3 separate regions of the Zea mays genome follow, and regions 1 and 3 are each linked to region 2. Evidence: chromatin contacts called from public Hi-C data. All regions are on one chromosome and are shown on one strand. Each heading gives the region's core, a stretch centred on a gene start, on an enhancer-like site or on the middle of the called end of the contact. The rest is flanking DNA. Distances are from core to core; before and after follow the strand shown.

What was found. Hi-C and Micro-C count contacts between places; a contact is called where the count stands out from the background.
Region 1: a Hi-C map of ear shows a contact between it and region 2, with 2.6 times the contacts expected there. The contact joins two enhancer-like sites. A contact is called at or near these places in 2 of 25 Hi-C or Micro-C datasets (bundle sheath and ear).
Region 3: a Hi-C map of ear shows a contact between it and region 2, with 2.3 times the contacts expected there. The contact joins the promoter of LOC100272914 here to the enhancer-like site in region 2. A contact is called at or near these places in 2 of 25 Hi-C or Micro-C datasets (ear and tassel).

The regions. Positions count from the first base shown.
Region 1 is chr1:142,732,014-142,736,944 of Zm-B73-REFERENCE-NAM-5.0, forward strand. No RefSeq gene overlaps it. Among protein-coding and RNA genes, the nearest start is that of LOC100283512, 270 kb to the left of the region's middle. Within about 2 kb of position 1,473, at least 20 of the 20 cell types and tissues checked have an H3K27ac peak or open chromatin away from gene starts, as enhancers often do. A contact at or near this core is called in bundle sheath and ear, where this site is marked.
Region 2 is chr1:143,571,364-143,575,916 of Zm-B73-REFERENCE-NAM-5.0, forward strand. No RefSeq gene overlaps it. Among protein-coding and RNA genes, the nearest start is that of LOC100381809, 17 kb to the right of the region's middle. Within about 2 kb of position 2,123, at least 17 of the 20 cell types and tissues checked have an H3K27ac peak or open chromatin away from gene starts, as enhancers often do. A contact at or near this core is called in bundle sheath, ear and tassel, where this site is marked.
Region 3 is chr1:144,517,764-144,522,565 of Zm-B73-REFERENCE-NAM-5.0, forward strand. LOC100272914 (Red chlorophyll catabolite reductase chloroplastic) reads right to left here and starts at 1,543. Exons shown (of 2, transcript NM_001147366.1): 1 at 1,151-1,543; 2 at 1-403. The coding sequence starts at 1,531.

The sequences.
Region 1 (4,931 bases), core at 223-2,722, 840 kb before region 2:
TGGAATGGATCAAAAATGTGTTAAAATGAATTAAATATGAATTAAACAAGTTTCTGGAATTATTTTTATATTCAAAATCCTTTTCTTTATTAATTTCACTCATTTTATTTCACCTTTGGGTTGCGGGCACTATTTACCAGAAGCTCGGGGTTGAATCTACAAATTCCAAGGTGTGGTTGTAATTATTCAACACTGGCTGTGGATGGAGGATTGATTCCACAACATTCCGAGGGTTCTTTTATAAACTAGTCGGTTGTCCGTGCGTTGCGATGGCTTACAACAATAAACTATCCATCAAAAAAATTTCAAGATTTTTTATTGATTGTCTCCGCTCTCTTTATAATATTTTTTTTTGATTTGGCTAACTGATGTTATTGTTTACTCCATACAAATATGTCTTGGTACAACACGGCCAATGAAGTGAGCGATTAGAAGAGAGTTCACAACGATTGACTGAATGAACAGAGCTTATAAAATGACATAATTCCATCATACAGAGAACAAATAAGAGAAAGTTTGTGAGATCAAGTTTATAAAATAAGTCCCATGAAGTCAAACTTATAAAAAAGATAGATCAAAATATGTAATATTTGCTAAAGGCAGACAACAATAAAAACTGGATGCGCTTTATATAAATTACGCTACTTCGTAGCAATTACTAACGTTCAAAACCAACAAATAACCTTTCATTTTGCTGTTAGTGTGACAAATCATTGCTGCTCCATCCAATTCAGCAACCTCAAACACCATGTAGCCCATTGCGCCAATGTGGTATTAGAAACCACCTAATGCTTGCAAGAGCAAAGAACGTCGTGTCGTGCTTGGGCTGTAGCCTCGGCCCGTAATGCTGGCCCGGCCCGACACGATTATTTTTTTATTTTACAAAAAACGTATATACCTATATACAATTTATATTCAATATTAAAAATATCTTAGCGTGATGTTCTACTGGTTAGACAGTTTTACCCAGTGTCTCTCGCCCTTCTTCCATCAGGGATGGGTTCGAACCCCACCTCCTGCACCGTTTTTTAACATTTTACGCTGATTTAATTAAATAGATCGACGGGCTGACCCGACACAGTTAGCAGGCCGATATGACGTGTCTGTGCCATAGTTGTGGCCCGCGTGCATCTAGCCCATGTCGGGCGTCGTTTGTCATCTATAGACGTGCAACAGATTAATTTGAAATAGCTGTGAGGGGTTATTTGTAAAAAATGACGTATGACGACCGTTGAAACTGGTGCTTTAAGTATAGTATAGATTGCGCACAACGAAGGGGTACAGGCGCATCCTGACCGTTGGATTGCGTTAACGGCCAGGATTAGAAAATCCTTCTTCCAACCGGTACATAAGCATAGCCAATGGATCTAGGATCGACGGCTATGATTCAAAATGCCAGAGAGGTAATCCTATACGTTCCACGGGCATCAACAGTCACGACTCACGATCTAAATGGCCCAGGACTCACCCCCGTACGCCCTTGCGGCAGATCGGACGGACCACGTCCATATGCCCGAATCCATCACCTAGGCCCAATCCTGGTCGTTCGAGATTACATCCACGACCATGGTCTTCCACGACCAGACCGCGACGACGCAGGGTCACCACGACGGCACCATCGCCGGAGCACACGGTCCCCGCGCAAATGGCCCCTAGCTCCTAATCCAACCGGCCCAAGCGAAACGGAGACGCCAACTAAGCACTCAATAGGATTCTCACCAACGTTCGGAGTGGAGACGAGTCTGCCCTCGGCGTGAAGGGCTTCGCGGCGGAGAGCACTCAGATGAGGAATTACCATCGATTTAGGCTCTTCCGCGGCAATGAATTATGTAGCGCACCTTCCACGCACCCTGTGTTTCACTTTAGGCTAGGCTCTACGGGTCAAGTCGACTCCCTAGCGGCGGTTCGCATGCGACGGCGCTCTCTGCTTCACCCCCGCCCTGTACCCGGTATATGGTGGCTTCGGTCGCGGCCACATGAGACGAAGAGGAGGAACAGATGACCTGGTTATATAGGCGCGAGGAGGCGAGTCTGGCATGAAACAACAGTGCGAGATTTCCTCGGCGCACAGAGTTTGTTACGCAGTCGCTGGCGCGAGCTCCGATCCGGTGATGACGAAGGGTAGGGACCCGACAGGTGGGCCCCAGCTGTTGGTGAGAAACCCGGCAGTGGCACGCGCAACGGACCCCGGACAGGCGGGGCCCACCTGTCCGCGCGGCACGCCGCCTAGCTGGGCCGAGCAGGCTAGCAGTGGTTGTGGGCCGATTTCAGGAAAAAGGTCCAAGCGCAGGTATGGCTTCCTTTTCCCTTTTTTCCTTTTGTTTTATCTTTTGTATTTTAATTTCCACATTCCAAATTCAAATTCAAATTAGGTTTTGAATTTCAAGCTCCTAGTTAGATGCAACAAACAAAATAATCCCAGCATGATGCAATAATATTTTATTATTTGTTTTGTTATTTTCAGTAATACTAATGCTTAATTCATGAGAGAGAAGAAGATAATTCACTCATATCAATATTTGAAATTCTTTATGTAATTGATTTTCAATTTCTAGTTTTGAGTCCAACATCTAACTTTAACAACTCCAAATATAATATTGTCATTTACTTATTTTCAAGAAATGATTTCTAAGCTAGTAAAATTCCTATTAACGGCATTAATTCAGATTTTTTTAAAAAAATCTTTCTAATAAGTCCAAAGTAAGATTTTGGGTGTTACAGCTAGTATTGGGGGCCTTCTTCCCCTGAAGGTCCTCCAAACACTTAGCCAATAACAATTTTTTTGTCTTCTTTCACATGTTGCATGACTAATGTCGAAGGTAGCCATCAGTTAGAGCTGACAATATACACATTTCTGTAGGAGAAAACTTCGGGTGGATACCATATGCTCATGAATGACGAAGCAAGGAAGTATCACCAGGAACCTTCGGAATTTAGTATGCTAGTCCAAAGAGGGAAAGGACAACTTTGCCCTTGGCATGTAAAATAGGCCAAATGTATAGGCCCAAGGTCACAATTGTAATTTCACCGAAGTTGTACCCCACAACTATAAATAGAGGAATAGTGACATGCATAAATTATGTTTTTCTGGACCTTGAGCATCCGATTGCTCAACCTTCGAAGATACCTTCGAGCTCTAGCTTGTATGAAGCCGAAGGTACATTTGTAATATTTTAATATTTTGCAAGGAAGGAAGTAAATACAAGTGCGCACAACTAGAGGAGTGATATGTTTTGCTCTTCTTGATTTGCATACCATTATCATTACCTTTATTGCAATATCCTTTTATCTTATAGCTTTAATTGATTTTAGTAAAAGACATAATTAGAGGGAGAAGCTTCCAATTTAATAACTTGTGTTGCCTTGTTTTTTATATCCTTTAGAAGATAAAAAACAAGTGACCAACAATAATGACATAGGTAAGGAACATTTACTAATCATATATTATGTGGCTCTTATTTGTTTGTGGCATCCAATGCCATGGGTGCCAACATCAGGCCCAAATCTGTTTTGGTAGTCTCTTTAAGCAAACCAAAAATATGCATGCATATGTCGTACCTCCACTACTTAGATTAAAATAATCGATGACACTCTTCTTTGAAAGATCTACCATGTGATGATTAGAATCTTTTTAGGTGTAACAATTGGAAGGACAAGAAAATGAACTCTTAATGATTCTAAGAGAAACTATCCTATTATATTTTGCATATGGACAAAAAGTATGATAGAAAAATAAAACGACATAAATATCTTCTTTTATTAAAAGTTGATGGACATTGAAGCTCCCTCCGCATTTCAAGGGCCTTTGGCCACCCCTCCTCTCGACACGTGCCCAGATGTACCTTTGTTTCCTGTGGGTGAGAAGGGAAGCACTCGACAATGTTTCTCGTGTCCCATTACCCACCTCACCCTCTTCTTCGCTATACTCAGTGTTGGGGGCTGCCTTGCTGAAGGTCCTCAAAACACTAGTATTTCGGTATAATAAAGTGTGTTTCAGGTGAATGCCAAAGGCTTGACAAAGTTGGCTTTCGGTCGAAGCAACATAAATAGAAGATTCATTTGTACGCAAAAATGGTGGGAGAATGAGAAGAAACAATTAGCTTCGGCATGAGGAAAAGCTTCACGCGCAAGCTGACGAAGGAAAAAGAAGGCCAAGACCTATGTAATAGCAGAGAAAGGAGAAAATCCAATACTACCCTGATGTCATTTGTAAATAATGAGTGTGAAGCCTTAAGGGGCATGATTGTAATTTTGTACAAATTTTGATCATCTTCCCAATAAATACGTGAACAGTGTGCCTTGCATAAAGCACCTTTTGGAGGGACCATCACTTCGTGTTATTTAGCCTACAAAGAACCTCCGTGCAATCTTGTGTGCAGGAACCGAAGATATGCTTGTACACTCACTTATCAGGAGAGATGGAATAAAATGCTAAGGCATATGAGATGAGTTGAACATGAAGTTCTATTTTGTCACTTTCATGTTATTTCATTATGTTTCTCTCTCAATACTTTGTCCCTTGTTCTAACACTTCGAATGAGTGTTAAATCAAGAGGACGAAGGTCTTTACATCTAACTTGTGTTGCCTTGATTTTTGATACCTTTAGGGGAATTGAAATCAAGAACCAACATTGGCACCCACCTCTAGTGATCTCACGACCACAACTGTAACACCCCAGTAATTCTCAGAGTTCTTCTCAGTACTAACTCAAGATCATTATCACATGTAAATCCAATTGAGCAAATGACACCAAGAATTAGAAACAAAGGTTTAATTAAAGTCCTTTTCATCTTAAGGATCATGCCTTAACCATATCATGCACCTCAAAGTGAGAGGAATGCCCAAACCCTAAATAACCCTAAATAGGCCATTTAAGTGCAAAAGGGGAAAACTTGCAAAAAGATTTTGAAAAACACAAAATTATGATGAG
Region 2 (4,553 bases), core at 873-3,372:
TATGTTGCTTGGGCTCCCAAAGCTTCAAATGGCCGGTTGGGTGAAGCATATAATAGGCCCCAACTCAAATATAGTCGTTGGAAAAAGATGTTGCTCTCTGTGGCACACCAAATAGTCTGGTGGTAGGCACGGGACAGTCCGGTACTATATCCAGTGCGCCACTAGCCATTGGGTCTGGCAAGTGACCGTTGGTGTTGTCAGCCTTGCACTGGACACTCCGATGTCACCCCGGACAGTCCAGTGGCTTTCCTCCACAGTGCCACCAAGAACTAGCTGTCAGGCTACTGTTCCTTGGTGCACCGAACAGTCCAGTGGTGTGGCACTGGACAGTCTGGTGCTCTCGGCCGGACGGTCGGCCAGTGACAACACTTTTCGTCATGTCTTGGACTTTGCTTGGTGTTGGGGTGAGGGCGAAGACGCTACCCTTCGCTTCAGCCTTCGTCTTTCTCGCTGCGCCAACGGAAGCAGAAGAACCGGCGAGGTCCACCCTTCGCCTTCTGCACTACGAGACGAAGGCCTATGACGACATCGCCCCGTCCCACATCCTCACTCGGCCTCGAGGCCCACGTGGGATTCGGCCCGTTGTAACAGGCCCCGCACGGAGAAGCGTGTTACGGGCCCAATTTGTAATAGCTTTTCTGTAATGACAGTCTGTAACCCTCCTTTATGGGAATATTCCGGGGATAGTCCAGGTGCCTGAGGGTACATGTGTCCTTACACTGAGACGTTGGGCACTCAGGCACCTATAAATATCCTCGTACAGTGCCCTTGAGAGGCTGGATTAACAGAGCTATTTCCATCTCAAGTTGAAACCCTGTTTACGTTGCTTTCATTCCCCCCGTTGGATCAACTTGCCCAAGAGAGCAAGTTCCAACACTTGGTACTTGTTGATCTTCACTTATGGTCTTCATAATGTCTTCTTTTGAGGTGTTGCTTCCTCAATGCCTTAGTCCAAATCACTTTAGCATCCTGTGAACTACAAACATAAACACTAGCAAACACATTCATCCACAGGTTATGTTGATCATCAAACACCAAAATCACTTATCCAAATGGCTTGAGGTCCATTTTGCTTACACACAGAAAGCTGCAACTTGCTTTCTAATGGCTAGTTTTTCTTTGGACTATATATACCACCCCACCCTGCTGTTTGGGGGTGTGGGAGCTCAAGCAACATACCAAGTGAAGTCAGGCACATCTCCATATCTCCAAACACCTAAGTTCTTAATAGAATCACTCGATGATTAGCGTAGGTGCTTTGTGAAATTCTTAGATTATTTAGACCGCTATTGTGCTTGCTCTAGGTTGTTCCTAGTAGATTGAGTGAGGTTATAAAAACCCATACAAACCCCTCAGCTCTTGCGCGAGTCGTTGTAATTTTATCAAGTGGGGTGAGGGTCTTGTGAAACCACACCAACCGTGATTGTAGTATGACCGCCACCATGTACTGGAGGGAACGAGGCCCATGACATTTTGATCAAAAGTTCGATAGTGAAGATGAAGGGGAGTGTCCGAGAGGAGGCCGAAAGCAGAGCACAGCTTGCACGTGGATAAGGCCTACATGTAATGCCCAAAATTGGTATAAGAGGAAGATAATAGGATAAATAAATAAATATACTTATATGCTAGTGTTTTGGGGATTTCTTGATCTTATTTTCTTTGTGCATATTCAACTAAAGGAATTAAAGTAGTCAAATGACAAATAAATAAATGCATAAATGTGCATTCCATGTTGGATTCTTGTATTTTTGTATTTGTATTCAAATTTATGAGACAAGTTTAAGTTCGAAAAATAGAATTTGAAAATGGAAAGAGAAATAAGAAAAGAGAATGAAATAAAAAATGGAAAATACATTACAATGAAAAATATATATATATATATGTATATAAACAATTATAATTCTTCATGCTAGTACTTTATTTGTGCACTTAATTTGTGAAACTCACCAGCAAATTTGAATTCAAACTACCAAATTTGGAAATTTAGAAAGAGAGACAAAATTGAAATAGAAAAGAAAAAGATAAAGAAAACATGCATTGTGGGCCTAATCCACACCTGCTTGGCCCATCAAACCGGTCCAGCTTCCCTCGCCGGCTGACATGCGGGCCCACGACCAACACCACCACGCGGCCCATCCCTCTACGCTCTCGCGCCAGCAGACACCATGGACCCAATCGCTAGCCTCCCTACCCTCGTATGCGCTGGAGAACCCTGGTCGCGGGCAAATGGGACCATGCTGTTAGGTCATCTTCCCCAACAATTCCCTCATAACAGAACCTCCGCGGCTCCTGCTGACGTACTCATATGCCGATACCGCCGTGGGTGGTTACACCCTCCCTATCCATCGCGTGCTGCCCGTTGCTGGGGAGTTCTACCTTCTCGGACAATAAAACTGAGCTCGAACCTATCCTCCTGGCCATCTCCACGGTCAGGGCATGAGGGAGTTCGTCGTCGACATGATCACGCCACACCATTGTTGAGACCCTCAACGGCAAACTAGGGCGGTCAACGGTGCTCGCCTCTGGTGAGTCGCATCTTCACCAGGCGGGTGGGAGACTGGAGTCCAAGAAGTGCTCACCGGAGCCTAGGAGCCATGGCGCAGCCGCATCATCACGTGGACAAGGGTGCACACGCCGTCATTCTTCGGTGAGAAACCCCTCTGGGCTCCCATTATCATCCACGCATAGTATATACCCGAGTATTGTAGATATCGTCGCGTCGTGGTCTAGGAATTTATCACTGGAGTTCTCCCTCCGCCGCATAATCACACCACGCCATGGTCAGCACCAACACCACTCCGATGGGCGGTATGAACCCTCTCTGCATGTTCGCCATCTTCCCCTCTAAGTTTAGCACCGATCAATTTCAAGGTTGGGCGATTAGGCGTCGGATCGTGTGGCCGGCAGCGAAGCTCCGCCGCGGGTATGCCCTGCGGTGCCACCGTGTTCAGTTGGGGTTGGTGGCGTGGTCGCATCCGTTGATCTAGGGATCGGCGGCTAGGCTCAAACAAGCTATGGGACGTTGGTCTATCAGGGAACGGCCACGATTAGATATGTGAGAACTTTGTCATTTTAAATCAGTGCTGCAGATTGACGAATGGGTGGATCGGATGGTGTCGTTGCGGGGGGAATTTCGGGCCGTGGATCTCGGATCCAAGGGCAGGTATCACATACCGGTTCTGGTTTTACGGGATCTAATGCATGTCGTTGGTTTTAGATCGGGCAGCTGGGAATCAAGGACACCCTTTCAGCCGTGAAACAAATACAAAAGAGCCCTCGGTTTTCTTTTAAATCAACCCGCAGTCTGGGTATGTGGAGAGATCAGTACGGTTAGGTCCAGATTTTTCACGGGTTAAACCCTGAAGATTTAAGGAATAGCGCCCGTAGTCCATCCAGTTCAGAAATAATAAAATAAACATGGAAATTGATTCCCAAGTATAAAAATAATTCTTGAAATCTTAGAAAACTCATAATTTACGTGTTTTAACTTTGTTTTACTCTGTTCTGGTTGCGTTAGCTTCGTAATAAAATTACCTACGCAGTGATGACATTATTTGTACCATAAAACATATCTTTATAAATAGATAGAGGTTAGCCTATTATTAGTAGATTTATCCTTCCAACCAAAGTTAAATTAATCCATGACGATAATTGACTAAAATATGATTTCTAATCAAACTATAATCTAGGTTAAAGTTTAATTAATTATTTGGAGTATATTTTCTCATATGATGTATATTAACCAATTTATAATATAGTTTAATATTTAATCACGTAGATCTTCGGAAAATCGTACCTTTATAATCGTAACTCCGAATTTGGTGGTTCTCGAACTCACGATCTCGTAGCATCGCGTAGATTATTATTATGCGGTTTGTTCTTATGTTGGGTGTGATGTTAATTTTGCCTATACCATGTTTGTTGTATTGCTATGAATAGCAGTGAGTTCACGAGTCACTTGAAGACAAGTTGGTACCTGAAATCTTGAGTCTAAGACAAGTTGTGCCCTTGATCACTTTTCTTTACCCAATAATGTTCCTATTAATCACTATGACATGCTCAGTTTAATCTGATGGGACCAAATAGGTTTCTCTAGACTTGTTTATCCCACACCTTGTTTACCACTGAACTTTTGGGTAGTTTTGCTATTGCTCTACCTGGTTTGGGGATTAATATTACATTATGATCATGTTCCAGTTATACTGTTGTTTAATTATTGTTCATGACAAGATCATTGTGTTAATTGGAACATAGAGCTTAACTTGAGAAACACGTGCTACCATAAGGGTGGAATGGGACGCCCTTGGCTGACTAATTAGGAAAGCTAGTTGAGGACTACCTTACCCGAAAGGGGCAAGGGCAGTAGGGGAGTTGTCGGTATAGGAAGGTTCTCGGGGTGATCATGTTGCGATGGCTTTTCGGACGGGGGATTCCTATATTGCGCTTTCTAGAAACTGTAGTGGGTTTTCTGAAGCTAGTGAAACTTTGTAAAGGCCTCGTAGTGGATCCATATCCATTCACCGCGGAAGTGTCTAAGGGTCTAGCTAACCTTG
Region 3 (4,802 bases), core at 293-2,792, 950 kb after region 2:
GAATGACCTTTGCTAACTGTCCATGTATTATCTCTTCCAAGGCTTTCTCACCCCCTTGTCCACAGTCAATGCTCACCATTATTGCTGTAGGCGAGCATGCGCTGCGCACGAAGAGTGACGGAGATCTGTATGGACGAGCCTGCGGTAGCTCCTCGATCTTTCTGCGCTGCTCATCCATTCCAGTTTCCTCGTAGTACTTCTGCAGGTAGTCCGGGTGAAACGCGAGGTCTTTCCGTGGAAGCAGGTCCAGAATCACCACCATTGAAGTTGAGCTGCCTTGTATGAGCTCCAGTAGGAAATGTGGTGCGTCCGTCGAGGCGTTCAGGAAAATGAGAATTGAGGTGATGTCAATGGCACCGTTCGGGACTTCACAGTGAAGCGAGGACTGCAGCATGAAATCAATCTGTAGACAAGGAGGAAACGCACATCAGGTCCTGTCATCGTTTCTTTTTACTACATCTTACAGCAGTAGCAAACAGGAAGCATGTTAATGCAAGCTTTCTTCCATCCTCGACGACATTGCTGTTTTCAATGACTGAAATCACATATTAAGATTGAACTATCAGCTCAAGGACAACAACATATATGACAGTGATATTCAGATTGGACTGCGATTACAGTTTAAGTTTTGGAAATCACGGGACGGATCATTGCCAGTTTCTTTATCTGGAACTCGGCAGTCTCACAAGTCACAACAATAATCTAAGGGACTCAAATGGAGAACTGTTAGTAACCTACAATTGACAAGATGCTTTGATAGAGTTGCATTAGCAATATTTCCATCTAAAACTTTGACAATTCACCTTGAATGGATCAGTGGACAACAATTATCCAATTGGCGAGAAGTAGGCGGTCAGCAAGTGCACCAAACCATACTGAACTGAAACACAAGCCATTTTTTGGTATTCAATACAGATGCCATATATGGGGTGATGTGTGTATTTGAGTACTATATACCAAGGAAAAATGGTGGAATGCATGATGTGCCGATTCCGAGTCATACTGGAGATCCCATAACCGTATTACGCACAGAGCAGTATAGTAGTATGCCCTTATCTTTTGGTATGCAACCACACGAAAGCTGTATTATACTAACATGGTACGGTACTACCACAAGAAAAAAAAAAATAGGATCACTATTGAACTGTACCGACGAGCCAGGAGAGCCCCGTTGCACGTCGAGCGAGCCGACGGCGTTCCCGGCGGCGTTGCGAAACTCGACGACGTCGGCAGGCACGGCGGACGGCAGCAGCCGCGCGCCCAAACGCGCCACCGCCTGATCCGCGACCACCCGCGCCACCTCCCTCTGGGCCATCTCGGGCGCGCGCTTTACCGTAGAATCCGGCTCCGCCGAGGCGCGCACGGGGCTCGACGTTTTGCCCCTGAGCGGGGGAGGCCGCGAGCGGGCTAGCCGGAGGGCACTGAGGCGAGGGAGAGGACTGGAGAGGAAAGAGTAACCCGAGATCAACGCGGGCGCTGTAGCGTGGCTGGTCGCCGGCAGCAACCGGAGATATTGCTCCAGCCGGAGCATGGAGGGGAAGCTGATTCCTGTCCCGGCGTCGGATAGGGGGAGTAAGAAGACGACGTTACAGACTACAGTGACGTGAGAACTAGCAGGTAGCAGCTACAAAGAGGAGGCAGCGCTATCGCCAATGCACGCACAAAAAAGAATTTACGTGATTATCGGGGTGGATATCGAGCCACTCGGCTCGGCTCGACCGAGCTCGAGCTGGCTCGTTAAGGAAACGAGCTGGCTCGGCTCGGCTCGTTAAGCAACCGAGCCAGAGAATCAGCTCGGCTCGGCTCGTTTGCGAGCTCGAGCTGGCTCGTTTATCTCGCGAGCCAGAACAAAAAATATTATACATGTATATATACAACAATATAATTAATTGCTAGTTAATTTCATACTAATTTAACACTAGAAAAGACTAACAATACTCATAATTTTATATATCACATCATCTAAACCGTAAACTAACATAGTTCATCACTTATTAATTCATCTAATACAAGTATAGGCTTTGTTTTACAGATAAATGCTAGCTCATTCGAGCTAACGAGCTGGCTCGAGCTCGTGTCGAGCTGGCTCGTTAACGAACCGAGCTGAGATGTTAGCTCAGCTCGTGATAAAATTGAAACGAGCCGAGTCGAGTCGAGCCGAGCTGGCCACGAGTCGAGCGAGCTCACGAGCCACGAGTATTTTGCCCAGCCACGATTATCTATTAACTCTAATAACTTGGAGGATAGTTCGGAAAATCGGAAGGTCCATATTTTTTATTGCGTTTAAAAAGGCAAAATGTGTGAAGGAGTGTCTTGGACCTAATTTGGGCGCCAATTACTAATGACCGAAGCGAGATTGTAGATAAGATGTAAAATAAATAACACTATCTCGGATGCGGTCTTGAACTTTATCTCTATCGCTGATTTATAGTACACCACCTCTATGATGACCACCATCTATTTAAAACCAAACACCAATGAAGCCTAGTCACTTCTCGTGACGAGCAATACTTTGGGTTCGGCTCTGCAACGTGAACAGCGATGACGGTCCATGACAGGTCACTGAAAGTAGCCTAGAGAGGGGGTGAATAGGCTACACCTGAAATTTTTCACTAAAAACTTCGAGATATGTCAAATTAAAGTTGCACTGGTGCAAACCGGTTCAGTTGATTTTGTTTACAACTGAACAAGTTTGAACCTGCTCAACTTAGATTAAATAATCAGTTAAACTAATATGACGAAGTAGTGAAAGATTTTGCTAATGACTTTCCCTACAGAAAATCCACTCAAATAAATGAATATAAAACAACCAACAATTTTAGGCACTTGACAAGAACGCACAAGAACATGCGATTTAACCCGAGGTTCGGCAACCACCACAAAGGTGTCCTACTCCTCGCTGAGGAGCCCACAAAGGGCCGGGTCTTTTCCAACCCTAATCCTCCACAAGCCGACCACAAAGGTCAAGGCAATCTCTTCTCAAATTTGCTCAAAGAGCGGGTAATATAAACTTCTTGGGGTCGTCCACAAATTTGGAGACTCCCAAGCAACCTCTAACTGTCAAGGAGCACAAGGCTCCAAGAGTAACAAATCCGCACAAGGTTAAGTTTGCAATGAGCTCAAGAACAAAGAGAATGGGAGAATCAAGATGAAATTGACAGCGCGTTAGATCGACTTCACCTCACACCAAGGATCCTTCAAGCGATTGAAGGAGATGCGATTTCGGGTGTGAGATGTGAATTGAATGCCCTTGTTTGGAGTTTGGTCAGCTGAGAAATCGTGGAGAGAGCAGAAGTAATGAAGAGAGAGAGTGTGGCGGGATTTAAAGGATCCCCAAAAAGCTGGCAGCCGTTGGGAGAAAAGAGCCAAAACCGGTTGAACCGGTTTGTAAACCGGTTGAACCGGTTTGTAAACCGGTTTCCACCAGGAAGATCTCGGTTCACTGATCTACTCAGCCGGGGACTCGACCGGATCCAAAACCGGTTGAGTCGGGAAAAATTTCGGTTGAACCGGTTTCACAAAAATATCTGCAACGATTTTTCTGACAGCTATGACTGTCAGACAGTCAAAGCAGGGGTGGCAGAGAAACAGTCCAAAAACCGGTTGAATCGGTTTCAGGTCCGGTTGAACCGGTTTCAGAGGCTGAAGAGCAAGTTTTGAACATTTTGAAGTGAACAAAGGTGGAACTCTTGTGGGAAGAGAAAATGGTTTTTCACAAAGGTATTCATGATCTGGAAAAGTGTTCTCTAAGATGATTTTGAAGGATTTTGAACCATCGCGGATCCCTCTTAATTGAACGACGATTCCTATAACTCAAGAATTATAAAATGAACACTGTCGTTGTTTCCAAGCACTTGGAGCATGCCATATGATGTAGAATTTAAATCCGCTGTGCTTTACATTTTTATGCTCATAAGATCTGTGCTTCTCCTGTCTGTAGAATAACTGTGTACATGCTAGGAGCAAACTTGTTAGAATCTCTGTTTGTTTTGTCATTTAATCACCAAAACCCTCAATTAGGGTTGATTGCACTTACAGTCACCGGATCGCCTGACGGTGCTTCCGGCGGCAACACGGAATATCTGCGGCCCTGCTGCGGGAGCAGATCTTCCATGCGTGCTGGTCGGACGGTCCGTACCCTGGACCTGATGATCCGCAATGGCGCAGAGGGTCGTTTTCTCCACGAAGAACCCTAAAACTCGCCCCTCGGGAGAAATCCCATTAGGGGGGAGAGTTACAAGGAGTGCCCCGGAATCCGCAGGCCACCCGGGACATCTATGGTCAGAGCATAGAGTAAAAGAGAGATAGTTGTGGTAGGCCACAAATAGATTTAAACTAAGGCTACACTATATCTACTCTTAAGGCATGAAAGATAAATGCAGGTAAATAGATTGGCTCGATTGGAATGTGTTCAGGGTTCTCAATCGTCAGTATCCCTTCATATATAAGGGATGTATGGACCCGTTCCTAAGCGATAACCAGCATATCCCATGTGATTAAATGGATAATCAAACACAAGATAAGTAAAATCGTTTAAGTTAATCTAACCGTGAGGGCGCGAATCATCGGGCCCTAGGGCTAGACCGTCCACCACTTTTGGTGTTTAACACATGCCCTCTACCTTTTGGTGAAGCTTGACGAACCAAAATATCTAGCGTACTTCGGAATCAATAGATCTCATGAGTTATTTTGTTCCTGAAGTAAAGACTCAGCTCGATGCAAGTCATCGGCTCTTGTGATTAGGTAATATAAATATTTGATAGAACTTTGATGCACAGAGCCATTTCGGATTGCATCCCCTT